3 separate regions of the Mus musculus genome follow, and regions 1 and 2 are each linked to region 3. Evidence: chromatin contacts called from public HiChIP or PLAC-seq and Micro-C data. All regions are on one chromosome and are shown on one strand. The core of a region is the stretch at or near the end of the contact, and the rest is flanking DNA. Distances in the headings are between cores, read along the strand shown. Region 1 holds the start of Igf1r (insulin-like growth factor I receptor). Region 2 holds the start of 4833412C05Rik (RIKEN cDNA 4833412C05 gene). Region 3 holds the start of Nr2f2 (nuclear receptor subfamily 2, group F, member 2).

Region 1 (3,068 bases), core at 213-2,712, 2.4 Mb after region 3:
GGAAAATGGTGGGCACACCCTGCACCCCAAGGCCACACTGGACTGTCCAAGTTATCAAGCCTTGGGGTAGGTGGGTAGACGCCCACAGGCTCCAGAGAAGCGAAAGGCCAAGAACCTGAGGGGGTCGATGGGCCCAACAAGTTGGGTGATAGGAGGCTGCGCCCTGATGTTTGGAAACGTGTCCTGGGGCCGCGAGGCTTCCAACCATCCTGTATCTCCCCCTCAAGAACAACTTACACCCCGCAGGGTAGGAGGCTCCGAATTGCCGCCACGGAGCACTAGGTCTACCCCAGCAACCACCCGTGGAGCCTCCAAGGGTGCTGTCATGGTGAGCTGCGCGGGATGGGCGCTGGGGTGCCAAGTGGAGCGCCCCGGAGGGGGGGGGGCGAGAGTAGCGGGGTTCCCGAGGCCACCCAGACGCCAACTTCCCCACCAAGCGCCTACGCGGGGGCTGCCCCTGACCCGCCAGCGAGAAGGCACTGCCCACCCACCAGGCCGCGTGCGGGACAGCGCTCCCCGGACAGCGAAAGAGAAAGCCCTAAGGCCCTTCCCGCGCGCAGATGCGCTGAGCTAGGGCTCTAGGAGCTCCTGAGTCGTGAACTCTCGGGCCCTGCTCTACTCCGGCCTTCCGAGAGAGCCCCACCCTCCACTCCCGAGCCCCGAAGTCCGACAGCTGCGCCCGTGGCAACTGGGTTTTCCCAAACAGGGCGCAGCCCCTCGGAGGAAAAGTTCCCGCAGTGGCCGCGGGCGGCGGGCAAATACTCACTTTCTCCACTCGTCGGCCAGAGAGAGAGCGCGGCGGAGAGAAACACGAGCCCCCACAGCGAGGTCGGGGACCCTCCTCCGGAGCCAGACTTCATTCCTTTTATTTGGGACGAAATTCCCTTTTCTCAAAAATAGAAAAAAAAAAAAAAAAGAAAAGAAAAAAAGAAAAAAAAAGTCTCCAACTCAGTCCTCACTCTCGTCCAAAAACAAGAGCGCAGGCGACGATCCTCGGAAAGCGGCGTGGACAAGGAGGGTGGCGCGGGGCGGCCCCTCAGCGCCGGCAGCAGCGGCCCACGGGGCGGCGGAGTCGGGAAGCCGGGGCGCGCCGGGGCGGGCTGTCGGCGTCGTCGGCCTCCATTTGCAAACGCAGAGATGCAGAAGAAGGAGGAAAACTGTACAGAAAGAGGAGCAAAGCCCAAATCGCCGCAGGCGAGGACAAACGCCACCCGATCCCCGGAGGGAACGACCACCGGAGCCTACGCGGCGGGAGAGCGCGACGCAGTTGGCGAGACTGGTCCGAAGTCCCGGGCGCGGGCGAGGCCGGCGAGGGGCAGAAATGCGGAGTGGAAATGAATGAGCGGTTCCCCCTCCTCCGGCTCCTCCTCCTCCTCTGGGCTCCGCTCGCCGCCGCCTCCTCCCTCAGCGCCGCCGCCGCGAGCTCCTTCCCAAATCCAGGACACACACAAAGCGGCGGCCGCGCAGCGCTCAGCGCTCCCGCCGCCCCGCGTCGGCCCCCGCCCGCCGCCGACTCCGTGCGCGGGGGCTCCGGCTCGCTGAAGGTCAAAGCCGAGCACGCCGCGTGCCGTGGAGCTCTCGCAGGCACGGGGAGAGGCGTGGAGGGTCCGGAGAGCGGGGCCGAGGGTCTGCGAGCGCCGGGCGCGCCGGGACAGGCTCGCAGGCAGCTTCCCTGTCGCTCGCCTCTCTCGAGTTCGCCCGGTGCGCTCGCTCCTCCTCGGTTCCCCCCCCCCCTCCTTTTTTTTTCCGCTCAGCGGAGTTAATGCTGGTAAACAAGAACCTCAGCCTCACCGCGCCGCCGCCGCCGCCGCCACACACTGGGGGCTCTACGCGCGCGCTCTCGGGGCCGCGCACACGTGCCCGCGCGCACACTCCAAGCGGCTACAGCCGCAGTCCCGGCGCGCCGAGGGCCGGGCCCCGACTCGGCAGGCGCCAAGAGCCGGAGTTCGGGATCGCAGGGACGTGCGGAGCGGAGCGCGGGCGTGGGGAGCCGGGCCCAGGAGGCACCGCCCCCCGCGCCTCCACCCGCGCCGGCCCCCGCGCGCACACTGAGCCACGCGCGCGCCCACGCTTCCGCCCCCACCCGCACTGCGCCGGCCGGCCCTGTCCGCACCCTCCCCTCCCGCAGGACTCCAAAAAACAATGCCCGGGGCGCCGGTGGGACTCGGTGGCCAGGGGGGCGGCGGCAGGGCGGGCGGGCAGCAGAGCGGGCGGGCTGCGGGCGCGGTGGGCGGGGAGTGCGGCCTCGGAGCTTCATTGAAAACAACAACAGCGCGGCTGGAGAGCGCGCTGGCCGACTCCGTGAAAAAGCTTCATTGTTTCTTGCAGCTGTTGCAAAATAAATAAATAAGTGCATGCATGCGGCATTTTTTTCGCAGTGTGGTGGAAAGCCCGGACGCGACGGGAGGGGCACACCTGGGGGAAAGGGGACCCCTGAAGACTGCTACGCAAGGCACTTTCCACGCCAGGCTTGGGCGCCCGTGGCGGCGCTCCTTGGGTGTTCCGGTGCTTGCGCGCAGTCGGGGAGCGGACAGGGTGCGGTCCGCGAGGCTCTATTCTCGAAGCACAGCGATTCCACCGCGGGCCCCCAGCCCTGGAAAGGGAACCCAGACAGGCGGCCCCTCGTGCCCAGGACCCGTCTCCGCGGCGGCCGCCAGAGGGCGCGACCGCAGCCTGGGAGGGCTGGCTCCGGGAATGTCGCCTCCCTCCCTCCGGGGGAGGAAATGTGGGGGCCCCGAGTCGGGGACCGACTCGGCTGGGTCGTGCTAGCCGGGCCTCCCAGCCCCATTCCTCTCCCGCCCTGAGGGCGCTCCACCGCATCGTGCTGGTCCGTGCTCCACCACGTGGGCAGCTGCGGAGAAGGACCGCAGCGCGTGTCAGGCTGCGGGAACCCGCAGCTGGGGGGCGTGTCCGAGGGCTTCCCAGGGAGGGGATTGCGGGCGGGGACCCTAACCCGGACAACGTCGTCTGGCTCGGGTCCCAGTCTTAGGAATGTGCGGCCGCCACCCGGAATCGGTGGCCACTGCAGAAACCCACCCGCACCTGCCTCCATTCCCCCCTCCCCTCCG
Region 2 (3,058 bases), core at 511-3,010, 2.6 Mb after region 3:
AGAAATGCAACCAGGTACCGTAGGATGTAAGGCAAGCATGAACCTGTCACCCCAATAATTTTCAAAAGTTGTCCATAATTGTGTGACTCAGAAAACTGATGTCTTCCCAGGTGAAGAAACCCAAAGTGGGAGGTCATTAGGGTCCCTGTCAGGAGGCAGATGGGGAAGAGCTTAGACTTGTCGGCTTCTCTTTGGAGCCATCAACAACCAAGCAACAAGAACCGGTGCTGCAGACTGACCACCTAGGAGCCATTTTGGAGGTCAGTGAAAGTCCAGGAAGAGGGTCTACTGTTGATCCATCTTTAAAACGTCTCTGTGCTCTGTTTTGAATGCAATTTACCCATTTTATGCTTTGCCTCCATGTATGTATGGGCACCACATGCATGCTTGGCACCTGAGGCGATTGGAAGAAGACATCGCTTGGAACTGGAGTTGCAGATGGTGGAGAATCACCTTGTGTATGCTGGGAATCCAGCCTGGGTCACCTACAAGAGCTGCAAGTGTTCTTAACCACTACAGCCCAAATCTTGGCGTTTTGTTTTTGTTTTTGTTTTTGTTTTGAGACAGAATGTAATTATATAGCCCTGACTGGCCCTCTAGGCTCAAACTCACTAAGCCCCCTGCTTCCTGAGTGCTGGGATGAAAGGCAAGTGTTAAAGTGTTGGGAGGCCACTATGCCCTGCCAGCTCCCTGTGATACCCCTGGGCTTTACCTGGAGGAGTCACTGGAAGGGGCGGCGGCAAGGGTGGGGGTGGGGGGCGTGCGTGCGTGCGTGCGTGTGTGTGTGTGTGTGTGTGTGTGTGTGTGTGTGTGTGTGTGTGTGTGTGTGGCAGTTCTCAATCACTGAAACAAACATTGGCTTTGGGGAACCAGCATTGTCCATTACTGTTGGGGTGACCAGAGCCTTTCTAACCTCAAGATAAAATGGTGGCAATTGTTCTCTTGCAGGAAGGTGTAGGAAAGGAACCAGCCACGTGGCGGTTCGAACTTAAAAACTCTTCGGGCCACAAGGAGGAAAGTGGGTCGCTTCACACCCCCAGGCTCACGGAGAGGCAGGAAGAGCAAGGAGGAGGCGGGGGGGGGGGGGTAGAGAGGAGATTGAGAGGAAAAAGGATGGGCAAGAAAGCGAATCTCCCAGCTGGTGCAGAGCCCCACACGGTGCCTTACTGACACACATCCAGAGATTCGAGTCCCCTGAACCCGCGTGGGTGACTTTGAAGCAGATTCCCGCCTGGCACAGCGCACTCTCCAGCCGCTCACGTGAAATCCATCAAGGCAAAGTCACACCCTACAGCCAGAGCAATTCGGGAAGCTTGACTCTCCCACAAACAAGGTATTGGGCTCTTTCCTCCCCATTCCCTTCCTCTGAAGCTTAGCTTCTCCCTCCGCATCACTGTCCACGTGCGGACTCATAAGGCGCCCACCCCCATCCGGGCGGGTCCCCACCCTAGGGCATTGGATCCTGCGGGTTGTTTACCAGCTGGCCATCTCCCCAGACCCTGCGCGGTGCCGCCACCTGCCGGTGGGAGACTGAACTGCACCCGCGGGTGCGGGCCAGCAACTGCGGGCTGATGACCCAACGCCGCAGGCATCCGAGGATAACCTTTCCCCTTTCTTTCCAAGACCAAATAAGGGGGCTCTTGCCTCTGTGAGCTGTGCCTGTGGCGGTTAAGCCAAGGGGCGTGGAAAGGAGGATCCCAGAACGAGGCTGACAGTCAGCTAAACAACCCACTACATTGTTCCCTCCCCACATGGCCTCCTCCCTGCTCCCCGGCAGTCCCCACATGCAGCAGCAGACTAGTGGGTAGAACTGCAGGGGTATGGAGACATCCCGAACTTCAGCAGCAGCAGTCCCAGCACCCCGCCCCCAACCTCAGGCATGAAGAGCAAGGTACCTGCAGTAGCTTACTCCTGGGTGTTGCCCAAGCTCAGGACCCTCGGGCCTGGGGGTCAGTAGGGCTGAGAGAAGCCTCAGACCTTGGGGAGGGGCGAGAGAGGTGACACTTGTAGAGGAGCTAGACAGGGCTGTCAGACCTCTGAACCTTGGCATCACCCACACAGAGGGAGTCACAGTGGCTGACAGTGTTCAGTAACCACAGAAACCAAGATTTGACCTATATTTTCAAACATGGCCTCGACTCCAGCTTCCCCTCCTTGAAATCGTAGTGAAAGCGTCTGACTTGACTTGTTATGAATGCTCCTCTTGCTTTAGATTCCAGAAGGCCACCCAGAAGGCAAATCAAGAAACCTCACTAGATGGTTTGTGGATAACGGGAGGGTCCTGATGGGTTCCAGGAAGGAGTCAGAGGCTCTCCTCGTTCACTACCTCTTACCGATCACAGTGGTGACTAGATGATTGCGCTCATGTATGTGCTTTTTGACTGTGTGCACTTTGGGTGTTTTGAGTGATGAAACAGAGGGGAGCAAACCAACACTTTGGTCAGGATGACAGAGTGCTTATAGCCTGTCCGATCCGAGCCTTGATTGAGCGCTCCCTGGGTGCTAACCACTGTTCTGAATATCCCACATCATTACCATCTGCAGGTACCTCTGCTACGGGGAAGGACCACGCCTTCAGAAACACAGCCTTCCTCCTACCACCCAGCCAGGTCACTAACTGGATTCAGGCTCAGGCCTTGGGGTTCCAGAGTGTATATACCCTTGACCCAAACCCTAAATGTTCATTAATAGGGATTTGATTCGTTTACTGTACACCCATGTAATGGAATCGTCTTTGGCTGCTTAAATGGGATGTAGACTAGGAATAATTGTCAGAGGCCAAATATCCACCACACACTGTTAAATGGACACAGCAGGGAGTCAACAGCGTGTATAAGTGGATCTTGTCCTGTGGCTGTTCAGAGGGGACTCATGGCAGCACTAAACTGTGGGCCTTGGTGGGTGGCGGAACTTTAGGTGGCTAATTTTACAGGGATGCTTTCTTCCTTCATTGCTGAGCTCTTTGTGATCCACTGTCAAGGCCGTGAATAAATCCCCCACAAAGTCTTCCCTGATCCCCCGAATTGGACACTAACGACCCCCGTGTCCCTCTGGTGTG
Region 3 (2,776 bases), core at 107-2,606:
TCGCGCTAGGACCGGGCTGCTCCCGCTGCCGCCATGGCGGGGCCGCTGCGCTCCGGCCAATGACGACGAGGGGGCGGCGCGCGCGCGCCGGGCCAGGCCAACCCCGGCGGCTGCCTTATAAGGCGCGCCGTCGCCATGGCAACGTGCGCTAAGTTGCAGCAGTCGTGTCAAAGTTCACTATATAGAGAGCTCAGTGAGCTGATCGCGGAGAAGCCACTTCTGCCAGCCCCGGCGCCTATAAATCGCATTCCCTCCCGCGCCCCCCTTTTTAGCATATTTGATCACTTTGATTCTGCTCTTTTCTCTCCGCGGTGTGTGCGTGCGTGCGCGCGTGTGTGTTTTCTTCTCCTCCTCCTCCTCTGCCGGAGTTGCCTCCTTTCTCCGGGTGCCGCGCTGCTCTTCCCTCTTTCATTCTTTCTCTCCGTTTCTCCCCCCTCTGCGCACGAAGGATGCGCTTCTAGGTGCTGATCTGCCCTCCTTTCTCTCTTATCATCTCTCCCCCGCCGCCGGCGAGTTGACTCTTTCCCTATGTGTGTGAGGCGGCGGCGGCAGCAGCAGCAGCAGCAGCAGCAGCAGCGGCTCCACCGGCGGCGGCAGCAGCGGCAGCAGCAGCGACTCCACCGGCGGCGGCGGCGCTAGACGCAGCGGCTCCGGGCCCGACCCGGAGGCTTCGGCGGCGGCGGCGGCGGCCCGGGCGGCCCGCGGAGAGCAACGAGCGGCCTCCGAGAGCGGCGGCGGCGGCGGCGGCGTCCGGAGCGAGCGCGGCGCGCGCCAGGCGCCCGGGGCAGGAGGCGGCGGCGGCCCAGCGCCAGGACGACGCCGCGCAGCGCCGGACGCGGACCACTTTCATGCTGATTCCCCCGGACCCGGGCAGAGCTCCGGCCACTCCGCGGGCCGCCGGCCTCCGCCCCGGCCTGCCTGGCTCCCAGGGCGCGCCCGCGCCCGGCGCCTCCGCTCTCCCAGTCCTCCTGATTTCGATGGCTTTCCTGAATGGCTGACTGTGGGCTGCCCTGGACTTGGCCCCCGGACAGTCGCCTCTCCTTCTCCTTCTCCTCTTCCTCCTCCTCCTCTTCCTCCTCCTCCTTCTCCTCCTCCAACTCCTCCGCTGCACACTAGATCTGAGAGCGAGAGAGTGAACCAGAGAGGGAGAGAGGGAGGGAGAGTGAGAGCGAGCGAGATCTTTAGAGAGATTTTTTTTTTTTTTTTTTTGCCTCCTACTTCTGTCTTGAAGCCAGACAATCGACTTGCAGCTCTCCCTCCCCTCCCTCTCTCCACGTTCTGCTCCCACTCTCTTTCCCCTGTCCCCTTGCCCTCCCCTCTGGACGGAAAGCCCCCCGAAACCAACAAAGCTGAGCCGAGGGAAACAAACAAAACAAACACACCGGGCCAGACAAGCAATCGACAAAACTTTGCAAAAGCAAAAACAAAAAAACAAAAAAGGAAAAACTAACCAACCTCAAATCAACTAGCCCTGAGCCACCCGGGGCGCCCTCCCGCGCCCTCTCGCACCCTCGCACACACAAAAGGCGGCGCGCCGGAGCCCGAGACCCGGGAGCCGCCGCCACCCCGCCGCCGCCCGCAGCCAGGGGAGCAGAAGTCCGGACGCGGCCCCCATAGATATGGCAATGGTAGTCAGCACGTGGCGCGACCCCCAGGACGAGGTGCCCGGCTCTCAGGGCAGCCAGGCCTCGCAGGCGCCGCCCGTGCCGGGCCCGCCGCCTGGCGCCCCGCACACGCCACAGACGCCGGGCCAAGGGGGCCCGGCCAGCACGCCGGCCCAGACAGCGGCTGGCGGCCAGGGCGGCCCTGGCGGCCCGGGCAGCGACAAGCAGCAGCAGCAGCAGCACATCGAGTGCGTGGTGTGCGGGGACAAGTCGAGCGGCAAGCACTACGGCCAGTTCACGTGCGAGGGCTGCAAGAGCTTCTTCAAGCGCAGCGTGCGGAGGAACCTGAGCTACACGTGCCGCGCCAACCGGAACTGTCCCATCGACCAGCACCACCGCAACCAGTGCCAGTACTGCCGCCTCAAAAAGTGCCTCAAAGTGGGCATGAGACGGGAAGGTATCGGCCTCTCATTTCTTCCCCCTTCGCCCGCGGTCCCGGGGCTCTGGGTGCGTTTGGCTAGCCTGCTCTGGGTAAGGACTCAGAAGCCCCGAGCTCTCCCGGTTGCAGTCGGAGGGGATTTGGTACTAGGAACCGGGGAGGGGGGTGGGGGTCTGCACTGCAACCCAGATCAGCCCCCACCCCCATTACAGTCCGCATGCTTTAGTAGACTTTCCTTCTCCACTCTTTCTTCCTCTCCCCCTCTCTCTCTTTCTCCCTCTCCGGACAGCTTTTCCTTTCCTTTGCATTGATTGAGAGTTCATTAGAGTTCACCTTTCTGCAAGGAATGGGTTGTTTGTTGTTGTTTTAAAGTCCCCCCCCTCTCTCTTCCCTTTCTCTCTTTCCTTGTTTTTCCTGCATGTTCAACATATGTCCCTCCTCCTTACCCCTCTCCCCAACCCCCACCTTTTCAGAAAAAAAAAAAAACAACCTGAGATTGTACTTTTGTACAGGAGGTTCAAATTACAAATGGCAATTTTATGCACTTCGCCGTATTAACGCTGCCGCCTGGGCAGAGCTCATGTGACCCCTCCGTGGATTAACATTCTGCTTTAAAAAAATACCTCTTGTTTTCTTTTTTTTTCCTTTCACTTTTGAAACCCTGAGAGCACTGTAGGGAGTAGGAAAGTGTGGGCAAGGGGCCTTTGGCCGCTGCTTTCCCTCTGCGCCAGTT

Evidence for each region. Hi-C and Micro-C count contacts between places; a contact is called where the count stands out from the background. HiChIP or PLAC-seq counts read pairs in DNA pulled down with a chosen protein or histone mark.
Region 1: a contact with region 3 is called in a Micro-C map of embryonic stem cells, with 8 times the contacts expected there. The contact joins the promoter of Igf1r here to the promoter of Nr2f2 in region 3. A contact is called at or near these places in 3 of 484 Hi-C or Micro-C datasets (all in embryonic stem cells) and 1 of 115 datasets of contacts at active chromatin or transcription factors (astrocytes).
Region 2: an H3K4me3 HiChIP or PLAC-seq map of embryonic limb bud shows a contact between it and region 3, with 6 times the contacts expected there. The contact joins the promoter of 4833412C05Rik here to the promoter of Nr2f2 in region 3. A contact is called at or near these places in 1 of 39 promoter capture datasets (hippocampal neurons) and 2 of 115 datasets of contacts at active chromatin or transcription factors (astrocytes and embryonic limb bud).

The regions. Positions count from the first base shown.
Region 1 is chr7:67,950,651-67,953,718 of GRCm38.p6, reverse strand. Igf1r (insulin-like growth factor I receptor) reads right to left here and starts at 1,462. Exons shown (of 21, transcript NM_010513.2): 1 at 767-1,462. The coding sequence starts at 860.
Region 2 is chr7:67,802,198-67,805,255 of GRCm38.p6, reverse strand. It overlaps 4833412C05Rik (RIKEN cDNA 4833412C05 gene), which reads left to right and starts at 1,760. Exons shown (of 3, transcript NR_045954.1): 1 at 1,760-1,891. Gm34350 (a long non-coding RNA gene) reads right to left here and starts at 2,067. Exons shown (of 3, transcript XR_391567.3): 1 at 1,896-2,067.
Region 3 is chr7:70,359,173-70,361,948 of GRCm38.p6, reverse strand. It overlaps Nr2f2 (nuclear receptor subfamily 2, group F, member 2), which reads left to right and starts at 1,356. Exons shown (of 3, transcript NM_009697.3): 1 at 1,356-2,061. The coding sequence starts at 1,620.